2 separate regions of the Mus musculus genome follow, and region 1 is linked to region 2. A link is a contact called in public Hi-C data. All regions are on one chromosome and are shown on one strand. The core of a region is the stretch at or near the end of the contact, and the rest is flanking DNA. Distances in the headings are between cores, read along the strand shown.

What was found. A called contact is a pair of places that touch in the nucleus more often than the background predicts.
Region 1: a Hi-C map of Th1 cells shows a contact between it and region 2, with 1.9 times the contacts expected there. The contact joins two enhancer-like sites. A contact is called at or near these places in 1 of 39 promoter capture datasets (liver), 7 of 484 Hi-C or Micro-C datasets (the 63-12 cell line, B cells, CD4 T cells and 3 more), 4 of 115 datasets of contacts at active chromatin or transcription factors (embryonic stem cells, extraembryonic endoderm stem cells, large pre-B cells and 1 more) and 2 of 9 other capture datasets (adipose tissue and liver).

What each region holds. Positions count from the first base shown.
Region 1 is chr6:22,377,031-22,384,114 of GRCm38.p6, reverse strand. No RefSeq gene overlaps it. Among named protein-coding and RNA genes, the nearest start is that of Gm38773, 12 kb to the left of the region's middle. Within about 2 kb of position 5,419, at least 56 of the 459 cell types and tissues checked have an H3K27ac peak or open chromatin away from gene starts, as enhancers often do. A contact at or near this core is called in Th1 cells, where this site is marked.
Region 2 is chr6:22,328,448-22,335,420 of GRCm38.p6, reverse strand. Fam3c (family with sequence similarity 3, member C) reads left to right here. Exons shown (of 10, transcript NM_138587.4): 4 at 5,813-5,842; 5 at 6,743-6,866. Among named protein-coding and RNA genes, the nearest start is that of Fam3c, 24 kb to the left of the region's middle. Within about 2 kb of position 4,625, at least 62 of the 459 cell types and tissues checked have an H3K27ac peak or open chromatin away from gene starts, as enhancers often do. A contact at or near this core is called in Th1 cells, where this site is marked.

The DNA.
Region 1 (7,084 bases), core at 4,170-6,669, 48 kb before region 2:
AAGTGTGGCAGCCTGAGTGGGAACGTGTGTCAAGTCAACTCAGACCACCTGATGGGACAATCAGAACCCAGACAACCTCTTGACCAGGATGGCTATTCCTGACAATCATAGGTCTCTTTTGTTTTAGGTTTGCTTTTTCCTTGCTGTGGCCTGTGTAAAAAGGATATGTCAGTTCTAAGAGGAAAGACTGTTCAAGAACAACACTGTCTTAAAGAGATAGGCTCATAATCTAACAATAATGTCACTTGTCAGCCAGGCCTTGTCAATTTGGAAGCGCTTTTGAACATATGTAAATTTTTGTTGAGCTATTTGGGGCATCCATCATGTGACAGGGAAGATCAGACGGCTCTCTCCTCAGCCGCTGAGATTCTGTGGACCCTCTTAGAATAGAGACAAGAGGGTCGACAAGTTCTGCCATGATTTATGTAATTATGAAGCTATTTGAGCCTTACTAGTTTGGGTCCCTTAAGGAGACTTGCAGATGACCCGTCTTTTATAAACTTAGAGTGATTTCTAAGACAATAATGGGCAGAAACCAGTCCCCCCTCCCACCAGGTTCCTGAAGGAAAAACTCTGACCACTCTAGTTCAGCATTTAAAAAAAAAAAAACTCAGGCCGGGCGTGGTGGCTTACGCCTTTAACCCCAGCACTCAGGAGGCAGAGGCAGGCGGATTTCTGAGTTCGAGGCCAGCCTGGTCTACAAAGTGAGTTCCAGGACAGCCAGGGCTATACAGAGGAACCCTGTCTCAAAAAACCAAAAAAAAAAAACCAAAAAAAAAACCCCAAAAACCCTTATTGCATACTAATAATCATTGGCATGCCTTAAAAAAAATGTTTAGTGTCTGTGTGTCTAAATGAGTTTTGGGTCATTTTGGGATACATAAGAAAAATTGCTTCTCTATCAGAAAATTTAAATTTAAGAAAAAATGTTGGTTTTAGACTTTATCTCTGGCAGGCTTTTCTAAAATTAATTAAAATGTTAATTTGAAGCTTCTTCCTTAAAATGATATGGGTCTCATGCTTTCAAAAGTTAATTATGGGAGGAGAGAAAAATCAGATCAGAAAATTAGGAGAGCTAACCTAAAGGTACCTAGAAGGGTATTTTTTTTAAGTAGTCAAAAAAAAAAAAAGTCTAAACTGCTTTTGCTAGACAAACTATAAAATCAAAGGATTAAATTAATTCCAGGACTCCAGAGGTAGAGGCAGGCTGATCTCTGTTGTTGAGTTTGAGTTATAAGCAAAGCTACTTGCCATCTGATGAGATGTCTCCTTTAAGAAGTTACTTTTGTCCTTTATAAATTTTAGTCTGCTATGTTATAATAAAAACAATACCATTCAGAAAGGGTAATGCTAGAGCTAGAGTCTATGTTCGCTGGATATGAAGCTTCATATCCAGATTCATATAGATAAGTTGTTCTCATGACATGATGTAATGAGAATTTTATTGTCAAGTTCTTTGAGAGCTTGGTTTTTATTTTTTGCCTTTTTTTTGATAAAAAGACATTGAGCACTCTCTCCACCTTCCCCTGAGCCTTTCTTCAATTTAAATACTCTATTACTTGCTAATACAATTCACTGTGCTTAATGCTAGTTATTTGAATATTTGAAACCATGATGCTGTCTGTGTCTTTTCCTTGCTTTTCTTACTCTGCTTTTAAAATGTTAGTTGTGATGAAATATAAATTGTGATATAAAGCAACAGGAGTACGGAGTTACTTGGCAGGCTCTGTCCAGTGCTGAGGTGTCCTCCTGAGGAATCACCCTGCCGTAGGCCTACTATTAAAGGAGGTTTATTTTGGGAAGGGAGGGGAGGGGGGCCTGTATAAGAGATAGAGGCAGGCAGAACCAAGAGAGCAGAGAAAGCAGGAATAGAGAAAGAGCGGAGGAGAAGAAGAGAGGCTAGCCAGGGTCAGAGAGAGAGAGTCAGACAGACAGACAAACAGAGACAGACAGAGATAGAGAGGGAGAAGAAGGAAAAGGAAGAAGAGGAAGAAGAAGAAGAAGAAGAAGAAGAAGAAGAAGAAGAAGAAGAAGAAGAAGAAGAAGAAGAAGAAGAAGAAGAAGAAGAAGAAGAAAAAGAAGGGGAGGGAGAAGGGGAGGGAGAGAGGGGGAGAGGGGGAGAGGGGGAGAGGGGGAGAGGGAGAGGGAAAGAGAAAAGGAGAAAGAGCGGAGGAGAAGAAGAGAGGCTAGCCAGGGTCAGAGAGAGAGAGTCAGACAGACAGACAAACAGAGACAGACAGAGATAGAGAGGGAGAAGAAGGAAAAGGAAGAAGAGGAAGAAGAAGAAGAAGAAGAAGAAGAAGAAGAAGAAGAAGAAGAAGAAGAAGAAGAAGAAGAAGAAGAAGAAGAAGAAGAAGAAAAAGAAGGGGAGGGAGAAGGGGAGGGGGAAGTGGAAGCAGAAGAGGAGGAAGGTTGGAGTAGCAAGAAATCCTCTTATATGCTGTTGCATCTGGTTCATACCTTGGCTGCATCACAGGTAGTAATGGTGGCAGGTGATGAGGAAAGCTATTGCTAGGTAGGTGTTGGGCAGAGCCTGGTGGAATTGTCCATAAAGCAATATATATATATATATATATATATATATATATTAAGATGAGGAGACTAAAGTTTAATCAATGTGTATCTATAATATCACATGTGCCCCTGATTTCTTAAGGTTTCTGGATGCTGCTTTTGGATAATAAAATTCAGAACCTCCCTGCCTGACTCTCAGTAGAATACCTGCTATTTTCTTTTACAAAACTTATGAGGGAGTGAGAGAGAAAGAAGCCCATAGGTGAGAAAAAGTGAATGTGAGGCCTACATGGCTGAGTTCTAATTAATCATAAGCTTGCTTGTAAAATCCACTTTCAGTAAATGCCTTGTCTGGGGGTCATACTACCTAGTTTTGAAGGCTCTTCCCTAAGACTAGCTAACATGTCTGTTCTGACAAGAGTCCTTTTTAAAACATGACTTTGCTGGTGTATCTTGACATTTCCTCCTCTCTCTCTCTCTCTCTCTCTCTCTCTCTCTCTCTCTCTCTCTCTCTCTCCCTCCTTCTCCCTCTCCCTCTCCCTCTCCCTCTCCCTCTCCCTCTCCCTCTCTCCTTCCCTCCCTCCCTCCCTCCCTGCCTCCCTCTCTCCTCTCCTTCCTTCTCTCCTACTTGTGGATCAATATATACACTCTCACTGTTCTTGCCTTTTCTCTGCCATCATGGACTCCAACCCTATTAAACAGTAAGTCCAAATTAAACGCCTTCATTTATAAATTGCTTTGGTCATAATATTTTATTACAATAACATAAAAGTAACTAAGACAAAGACCATGTATCAGCTGTCAGCCTGAGGCTCTGTTAGGAGATAATAGAACCCTGAAGAAGTAGGGCATAGTGGGAAGACATCAGGTCATGGGCGGTCTGACATTTAAGAGGATATTGGAATGCTGATGTCCCTCTGACAACCCTGGCCCCTTCACACTCTTCTCTTCTCCCCACCTCCTTCATCCTCTCCCTCTCTCCCTTCAAGTGTCCAAACAACAGTGACATATAACTATGGGCTGGAAGTCACAGAAACTCTGAGCCAAAAGAACTCTTTCCTCCTCATACACAGGGAGAGGGGAGCCCTGCGCGAGTGAAGTTCTGAGTATGCACGGGCAGTCTGTCAAGGACTGAAAGGCAAAGCCAGTACCCATACAGGTCAGGGACAGCAAAGCTTTCCTTGGAAGTCTGAGTGTTATGAATGATTGATCAATGTGTGCAATGGCTAGCAACTGCACCCTCCTCCCCCTCCTCCCAGATGTTACAGCAGGAGACTGCTTACTTGCAGAGGCATCTGGCTGAGACTACCCTACCCATCCCCCTGGGCTCTACCTGAGAAATGGGTTTGAGGATCCTGGTTGCGCCTCTGGAGGACCCCACCTGATCCCAGTTTCATTGTTTGTGTGTCTGCATATCTGTTCTCTCTTCATTTCCTTCAGGCTGCTAGCCAGAGTTGTGAGAGCTAAGCTGTGCCAGATGCAATAATTTCACTATTTTGGGTACTTTATTATGACCAAAAACTAACTCCCTAGCAATGTTTAGATTGTCTTAGAGCCAAATGACTTGGTAAGATTGCTCAAGGATACTATGTACATAAAGAAAATTGTTCAGACCAAAATTCCAAAGCAATTAAACCTTCAGATAGATAAGAAGCTTGGAGCAAGGCAGGGAAGAACTATATTAATCTGGTTCCTGTTGTGGTGATAAGAAAAAGCAAAAAAAAAAAAAAAAAAAAAAAAAAAAAAAAAAAATCCTTAAAAAAGCCGGGCGTGGTGGCACACGGGAGGCAGAGGCAGGTGGATTTCTGAGTTCGAGGCCAGCCTGGTCTACAAAGTGAGTTCCAGGACAGCCAGGGCTAAACAGAGAAACCCTGTCTCAAAAAAAAAAAAAAAAAGAAAGAAAGAAAGAAAAAGAAAAAGCAACTAGATCAATGCAACTAGAGGAAGAAGGCTTACCCATCTTAATTGCAGTCAATTATTGGGGGAAGCCAAAGCAGGAACTGAAGCAGAGCAGGGACCTGGAGGCAGGAACTAAAGCAGAGGCCAAGGTTGAGTGCTGCTGACTGCATTGCGTTCCATGGCTTGCTCAGGCTCCTTTCTCATCCAAACACAGTACCACCCACCTACCTAACCAGAGGTGGCATTGGCCACAGTGGGCTGGGCCACCCACATCAATCTAGGAAATTCCCCACAGTTTTGACTACAGGCCAAACTGATGAAGCTGTTTTCTATAGCTTGTGTCATGGTGAGAAAAAAACAAAAAACAAAAAAAACCAAAACTTCATCAGCACAAGGACCATCCATAAATTGAGAGAAAATGAAGTATCCTGGAAGCTCAAGCCCAAACTCTGAATTAAATATTTACAACTTGTAGAAAAAACAAAACAAAACAAAACAAAACAAAAAAATAAAAAACAAACAAACAAACCAAACCATCCTGGAAGCCAGAGAAGAGAATACAAAACAGAACACGATCAACTCAAGGCAAGCACAGGTCAACACAACAGAGGATAGACAGAGTGGCCAGCACTGAAGGACCACACTGAATAAAGTGTGGCCGCAGAAGCTAGCCTGGAAACCAAACCTCATGCATGGTGAGGAAAGGGAGAGAGGACCAGAGGGTAACGCTTTTGAAGGGAAAGATAGTTCTTAAATAGAGGATACTGGAGAAGATGTGTGTGCCGGTAAACATATCCAGAGGGAAAGAGATGAGTGAGCCAGCATGGCTGAGTAAGTGAATGACCAAGGTTCCTGAGAAGCAAAAACAGAAAGCCACATACAAACCCAGGGCTGAGAAAGACAGCCTTAACAGCAAGGCACAGGCCCTTGAGAAAACGTTAGCATCACTTCTCATTGCAAGACAGGGTTAGGTTCAGAGGTCTGATTCAGTTACTGGAGCGAGGTAGATTATGTGGTATGGAGACTAGAGGAATGACTCACTGCCGGTTTCTGTTTGTGTTGAGTAAAACAATGACCTCATCTCAAATAAAAGTGGAGGATCAGTGGAAAGATAGAGAGAGGAGAGATGGGGGCGGGGGGAGACAGAGACAGAGACAGAGAAAGAGGTTAAGTACAGCAAAGAAGGAAGACAGAAGTGTATACTTGCTGGGTGGCAGAGATAACCCACACAAGACGCAGTTAAGTATATATACTTAACATGATGCCAGCTTCTCCCCATGGTTTTCTGTAGCAAAATAGAGGGGGGATAGAGAAATAGCTCAGCAGTTAAGAGCACTTGCTGCTCCTGCAAAGCACCTTTAGTTTTCAATACTGACTCAGCAATTCACAACTGGCTCTAACCGTAACTCCAGGGGATCTGGTGCCTTCTTCTGGCTTCTGTGGGCACCAGGCATACATGTGATGCACATACATGCATATATATATATATATATATATACATATATATATATATATACATGTGATGCACATACATGCATATATATATATGTGTGTATATATATATATATATAGTATATGATGCATGTGTGTGTACTCATATACACACACAAACACATGCAGGCAAACACTCATATGCTTAAAACCAAAATAAATACATCTCTGAAAAAAAAATGAGATATTCAGACAGAAAGGGATGGAACAGGAACCAGTACACAGGAGTTTAGGGGAGGCGTTTTAGATGATTTGAACAGAAGTATAAGAAGTGAGGGTAGTTTCCCAGCATTCTACCTAAAGAAGACAGTAGAGCAAAGTTCTTAAGTGTGAGCCTAATTTCTCTGCTCAGTGTAGCTAGCGTGATTCTGAGAAACCAATAGAACCCATATTTATTGTCCTGAAGGTGAGGATAAATGAAAATAATGTTACATATACAGAAACTTGATTTAGAGCTAGAGTAGTGCTCAGAACCAATTCAGGAGCAACATACATTCTTATACACGAACAACAACTTAGAGGAGCCAGATGAGTCTGCAACATCATGAGATGGAGAGCAGAAGAGCCGACCCTTGAACTCCTGTCATGGAGTCCTCAGCTACACTATACTAGCTTTCTTTCTACTTTCCTTCCTTTTTTTTTTTCTTTTTGGTTTTTCAAGTCAGGGTTTCTCTCTGTAGTTTTGGCTGTCCTCTGTAGACCAGGTTGGCCTTGAACTCATAGAAATCTGCCTGCCAATGCCTCTCGAGTGCTGGGATTAAAGGGTGCACGCCATTGCTGCCAGCTTCTTTTATTTTCTTCTTCATCTTTCCTCTTCATTCTTCTCATTCTCTCCACCCCCCTACACTCCTCCTCCTTCTCTTCTTCCAGGCAGGGTTGCTGCCTGTATGTCCTATGTAGGCATAAACTTTTTGCAACCTACTTTTAATAACGGGTTAACCTCTCCTCTAGCCCACTACCCAGCAAAGGTGGTGGATGAGAAAAGTTATTAGGATATGGAAGAAGTGGACCTGTGGAGCAGAAATGGCGGGGCTGCCTCTATGTAAATGCTGGGGCCCACACGGCCACAAAAGCATCTCCTTCAGGAGGACCTAATGGAGGACTCACTGAGAGACCAAGGATTGCTGGTGCAAATGATGCTAGCCAATCAGGAACTGCTGTTTAAAAGAGATGCTTTCTT
Region 2 (6,973 bases), core at 3,376-5,875:
CAGTTGTTGGAGTTTCCTCATAGAATTTTTGGGGTCACTTATGTATACTGTCATATCATTTGCAACTAGCAATACTTTGACTTCTTTCTTCCTTTTCCGATCTGTATTCCCTGATCTCCTTTAGCTGTCTTACTGCTCTAGCTCACACTTCAGCTACTGTACTGAAGAGACACGGAGAGAATGGACAGCCTCGTCTTGTCCCTGTTTGTAGTGGAATTGCTTCAAGTTTGTCTCCATTTAATTTGATGTTGGCTAGGTATGTGCCTTGTGTCCCTGTTTTATTCTTACCATGACTGCCCAAAGTGTAAGTTCCCAGCATGGGTTTACTAATGCTTTGTCTGTCTAGAAAAGAATTATTATCTGGGCGAATGTCATTCAGTCCAGTAGTCTAAAAACCAAAAACTATCTAAGAATAAAAACATAAATGTCTAAGCAATCGATTTTTGTTTTTGTTTGATATTTTAAACATATTTAAAGACTATTTTCTACATGATGAGAAACTTTAATCATGGCTCTGGAGTGTTCACTGTAGAAAAGACAACGCTGCTATGTTGAAATTCTTTCTTCATTTGAGTTAACTGCTTGAAAATGAACCCAAATCTAGTTGGTATAAGGGTTAGAGAAATGGATCGTAAGGGTTGGTCCTTAATATTATTCTTTCTTTTCTCCAGTGATTTTCATTTCTTGCCCACATATTTAGTGTTTTTATGTTGCAAATGTACCCATACGAGGTCCTTTAACTCAGATTACAGTTTCAGTGCTAAGGGTCCATCCCAGGGCCTTGCACATGCTAGGCAAGTTTTCTGCTAGTGGTGTACATCCTTAACTCAGGAGTTTACAAATCCTCAACAACATGGAAACCAGGTGTATTTAGTGCTATTTTATACAGTTCTATATATTCTTGGTTTTCAGATTTTCCTATTCTAGAAGTGTACTCTGGTTTTCCTATGGCACTGCAGGCCGTTTCAGAATTTACTGTGTAGCCTTGCCCACTGTACAGTTCTCTCTTCTGAGTCATTGCAAGTCCAATCCAGGGCTTTGTATATACCAGACAAGTGCTGTGTTACAGACCCACATCCACTCTTAACACTTAATTCACTTCCTCTTGCATCTAAAGATTCTGCTACACACCAGCACTTAGCCTCTTGTGTCAATACTCTTCAGAGCATCATGGTATCTGGGATGTGGCTTCCAGTTAGAATGAGCCCATGTCTAGTACTTTAACTAGAACACTTGTCTCCCCTAATTTCCATTCTGGTGTTTCATATTGCTAGGGACCTTCTTATCGTGTTGTTTTACCTGTTTGATTTTGGCACTGTATAGAGCAGGCATTTGCTTTACTCTTGTAACTGTAGTGCCTTTTATCTATATTGGATGTCAGTCTACATTGAACTGGTGCAAATATTAATTGTGGGGTTTGCTTTACTTCTTGTTTAGAATATATTAGCGCTCATAACCATTTATTTAGCATCCAACTTAATTTAGCAAATGTCATTGGGTTGAATCTGTGTTGGTTGGTTTCTGGAACCTGGTGTCTAGTTACCCATAGTGGTCACTACAGTTTACTCATCGGTGAGTTCCCTTTCTGCTGTCCTTTGTGATAACTTAATAGCTTGAACAGGTCACCTTTTTCTTTTTATTGGAAGTAGAGTATTTTCTCGTACAATATACATCCTGATTACAGTTTCCCCTCCCTCTACTCCTTCCACTTCCTTCTTTCCACTCTTCCCATCTGGATCCACCCACCCCATTTCTGTCTTGCATTTGAAAAGAACAGGCTTCTAAAAGGTAGCAACCAAACCTGACAAAATAAAATATAGTAAGATAAAACAAAAGTCATCATATTGAAGTTGAACAAGACAAATGAAGAAAAGGAAAAGAACCCAAACTTTATTTGTTTGTTCCTTTTCTTGAGACAGGATTTCCTCTATGTAGCCTGGGCTGTCCTGGAACTCACTCTGTAGACCAGGCTGGCCCTGAACTCAGATCTGCCTCCCTCTGCCTCCCAAGTGCTGGGCTTAAAGACATGCACTCACTAAACCTAGCTCGTTGTCTCAAGCTCTTTATATCATAGTGTTTCAGAAAAATAAAACAGACATTTCCAGACAGGAAGAATGAAAAATGTGCCCACAGTTAATAATTGAAACTACCAAGGTAGATTGTGATGTAAAAGAATAAAATAAAAATTAAAAGGCAAAGAACCACAACAACTAAAAACTATAATCTCCTAAATGAAGTGTTTTGGCATGGGGGTGTAGCTCAGTGGTAAGTGAGGACTACCTTGCTTAGCATATCTAGATTTAGTCCCCAGCATGTCCCACTCCCAAATACACAAACACTAGTTTTTTTAAATAAGACTTAATCTTGAAGGAATTATCAAGTCACGCTCCATTTGTAAAAATAATACGCAGAGACCCTGGATACCCTTGCTTTAGAATTCCACCCATTCACAGGCTGGACAGGGACTTGTACAGTCTGTTAGTCATGTTCCTGGCCCTGATTTAATGCGGGGTTAGTTTTCAGCATGGGCCTTTAACTAGTACAGAGCTGAACAAAGTCCAGGTTACCACTGCAGATATTGCTGCAGTGAATTTGTGGATGTAATTATTTTTAGACTTCTATGTCTAAGCCATTGGTAAGTACAACATATATGGGGTAGTTAAGACAGTATTAAAAGCTTAGGTACAACTTAGTTCTAATCCTATAGTCTGACTTAATTGAAGGACATTCATGGAAGTCTGATGAAATCAGGCAGGGTGTGTCCATCTCTTGATGTATTATCTAAAAGAAATGAAAGATCGGGGTTATCACCTAGAGTCAGAAGTAAACCATGCAGGTGAAGAGAGGCTCTTGTCTTCCAGGCTGGGCTTGCACCTGACACTTTAGCAATCACCCGTATTCATGAAAATTAGGTCATCTGCTACCTGCAGGTTTACATTCTCCTAATTGCAGCCCTGGGGACAAATCTTTCGGTTTTGATGGGTTTTGGATACAAGTAAACTAACCGTGTCTAGAAGTGCTTCTTGAGAATGGCTTTCCCTTCAAGCCTCTCATCAGCTAACACATGTTCCACGGAGGGCGATTTACCCTGAAGCCCGATGACTCACAAACAGATTTCCAGGCCGTTGTCTTTAACTAAGTAGCAATTACAGATCTGGCATCTGAAATGTAACCAGCAAAATGATCTGATTGTTTTCAAATTTTTAGACATTTATTTCTACTGTTTCATGTATGTGGGTGTTTGGCCCACATGTTACGTCTTTGCAGTACTCTTATACATGGTGCCTGAGGGTGTGGTGAGCCTCCAGGTGGGTGCTGGGAGTGGAACCCAGGTCCTTTGCAACAAAAGTGCTCATAACCACGAAGCCAGCTCCCCGGTCCTAGAGTTACTCTGCCCTTCCTTCTCTGAGACTACTTAAAAAAAAAAAAGTCACCACATCTCATTTTCTGGAAGAGTTAACTGTAAAGGTCCCTACCCTGCCACTGTGCTCTGGGACTGACTGGTGATCTGTCTGCTCATAGTCACCCTTTAGAAGTGAGTGGTGCAGCCAGCCTGAGTGCTATATGAGATGATTCTGTTTGGGACCAGCAGGATTGCTCAGCAGGGAAACAATGCTTGTCGTCAAGCCTGACTTCTTGAGTTCAATTCCTAGGACCCACATGGTAGAAGGAGAGAACTGGCTCTTGTAAGTTGTCCTCTGGGATTTCCACGTGTGTCCCTTGGCACGCCCGTATCCATACATATACAACATATGCATACACATTACATTGTATGCATACACCTCAATAAGTAAATGTAATGAGAAATTAAACATACACTAAAAAATAGAAGCTAGCTCCACCAATCACAATTATGACCTAAAACACACACGAGTTAACTGCTCTGTCTTCCGTTTCCTTATATCTGAAACGCGATGACCATGTCAGTAATCACCAAGAAGTACTTGACAGAGCTAACACATAGGAAAGAGTGGAATTATTTAGTTCTGTTCTGATCTTCCTCTCCCATTCCCTATTACCATAATAGATCAGATGACCTGCCGTCTAATTAGCCCAGCACGGGTCAGGGAGAGTGGAATTCCTGATTTTAACAGTACTCCTTTCTAGAAATTTAAACACCTGAGTCTGGTGATATATTCTTTTCTTTAACTAATTAATTAGTTAATTAATAATGTTTGGTTTGTGCTTTTTTGAGACAAGGTTTCTCTGTGTAGCTCTGGCTATCCAGTCTGTAGACCCGGCTGGCCTCAAACTCAGGTCTACCTGTCTCTTCCTCCTGAGGGCTGAGATTAAAGGCGTGTGCCACCTTCAGCCAGCTAATTGCTTTTTTTGTTAACTGTGCTTATTAGTGTGGTGTGTGTGTGTAAACATATTTGTATATGTGTGTTGGTACATGTGTTCATGGCGCATGAGTGGAGGTCAGAGGACCACCTGGGAGAGTCAGGTCTCTCCTTCCAGCGTCTGGATGCTGGGAACACCCGGCTTGGTGTCAAGCCTGCCGCTACCCATTGCACCTTCACATCGTTTTTCTTCTTAAAGACAGACTGAGGTTGAGCGTGTCTAGCCTGCACATTGCTGACTTAGTTCTGGGGGTTAGTTTTCTCATTCGAAAGAGCGAAAGCATCGGATCTGATCTCTGTAATTATACCAGGAAATGGAAAGAGTGAGCTAGGGAAACCGCAGCACCTGCGTGTGTGCTTGCTCCACTCCTTTTACCCCTCCCCCTTTCTGCTTGTTATTTGCTTGTTCGTGGCTGTCTTTCCTTGGGAATCATTTCTGTGCCTGGGTTATGGAGTTGGGGAGGCTGTTGTGCTGTGTCCAGGGCATTACTCTTTCCCTGCATTCCAGCTGTGTGACTTTAGTGGTGTATAATATTCTCCTAAGTGTTCTGAGAGTTGAAGCCTCTGACTTGGTTTCTTCTCTTAAAATACCTCGCCACTCCCTTTCAGCTTTAACTTTCTGTTCTATCATTTGAATAGTAGACTTGCAGGAAACTCACAGTTATCAAAAATAGTACAGAAGTAAAAACTTAAGTGTCTATTTATAGTCAGACAGCTGGCCAGCTTCTTTCACTGTGTACTAATTTGCCAAAGCAGGAGCCAGCTGCCCACAGTACTTTGATGGTCCCTGTCCACATTTCTTGGACTGGGATCAGACACTGGAGTGTTACAGAGCGCCAAGCGTAACTGTGAAGGAGGACAGTTGAGACCCACTGTGGGGGCTAAGAGCTGACCTTTGCCCTTCCTTGAACTGATGAAGTAAACTCTTAGTAACAGCATTAATATCATTATGCCAACCAGTACACTTTTGTTCTGAGAAATTCAGGTTCCCCAACTTTTACCTCTTTGGACTTCCAAAGCCTTGCAACCCTCCCCGCCCCCCAAGATGGGTTTATGAACGTTCTCCAGGGCTGTGTGGGTACCCAGCACTGGCCAGCAGCAGCAGCCGTGGCAGCAGAAGCAGCATCATTTAAATATTATCATGTTCATCAACACACACTGTAGTCTTTTAAAGATATATTTTCAGGCTGACTTTTTGAGTAGGATCCAAATTTGCAGTAAATAATCAAATAGAATGTTTAAAATGACATTTCACTAATAAAACACAGCTTCTCCAGGATTTCAGCACACACTTGCCCATAATGAATTACATAGTGGGCAGGTAACTGCTTCTCTGAAGTGATATTGTGATGTAGATGCGCAGTCATTCACACACACATTGCTTAGGCTTATTAGAAGCTTTAATATGTTGAAAGTAGGTCATTGCCAATGGGCCTGTGCTTTCTAATAGTCTTAACTGTTTCTCTCCTTAGCTCGATCCGCGCTGGACTCAGCCATTCGTTGTAAGTCTCTCATCTTGGTGTTTTATAAGTACTTTATCCTGTGTGTTCATTGGAAAGCTTTTATCCAACGAGTGTGGGCAGGTTGTGAACAAACCCTGAAGGAGACAAGTTGTGTTGGATGTCCTACTGTCATAGGCTCTTCATTCCCACTGGGCGTTTGCTCTTCACTTGGGTTCTGACCCATGGCGTAAGCACAGACGATGTTTATCGAATAGAGGAGTCTGCTGCCGCTGATACCTGGATGGATGGAAGGACTGAGCTTTCACTGATCCTGGCTTTGGACTAGACAATGCAAAGGAGCCAATTAAAAAGCCTCAGGCACCCTGAAATTTAACTTCCAGAATGATTAAGTAAAATCTGCCTTGCTGAGCAAGATCATATGGCACGATCCATTTCTGTCAGGTTAGCTCATTCCTCACGAGGGTCTGAATAAGGGAGCCTTTTTATATTGGAAGCTTTGCCTTTCTTCTTGTTCTTTTGATACTCTTAGAGAAAAACATTCTGACAGATTTTGAAAGTTTTTATTTATTTATAGTTTATTAAAGAATGTGTGTCTCGCCTTTTTAATTAATTTTTAAAGTATGTGTGGTGTACAGCCTGCATGGATGTATGCTCACCACGTGTGTTCCTGATATTCAACGATGCTGGGAGGGCATCTGATTCTTTGGAACTAGAGTTATAGATGGTTGATTATGTGGCTGCTGGGAGTTTAACCTGTGTCCTCTGGAAAAGCAGCCAGTACTCCTAATCGCTGAACCCCCACCTCTAGCCCCTAACTAGGTATACCTTAATGTCTTATATATGTGATTTCGTGTATATAGTTTGAGATCTAAAATTATCTGAAATCTTAATTAATTTGTTTTCTAAAGAATCTCAAACGTATTTCTCTTCTCCCCAAAGCTACGAAACCTCCGAGGTACAAGTGTGGGATCTCAAAGGCGTGCCCAGAGAAGCATTTTGCTTTTAAGATGGCTAGTGGAGCAGCCAATGTCGTGGGACCCAAGATCTGCCTGGAGGACAATGTGTGAGTATCGGATGGCTCAGAGCTCGAAGGTCGTGGATTGAGTGACAGACCGTGGACTGTCATGGCGTTCTGAAATGCTTTTGCTAACAGCCAGTAATTCTGGTTAT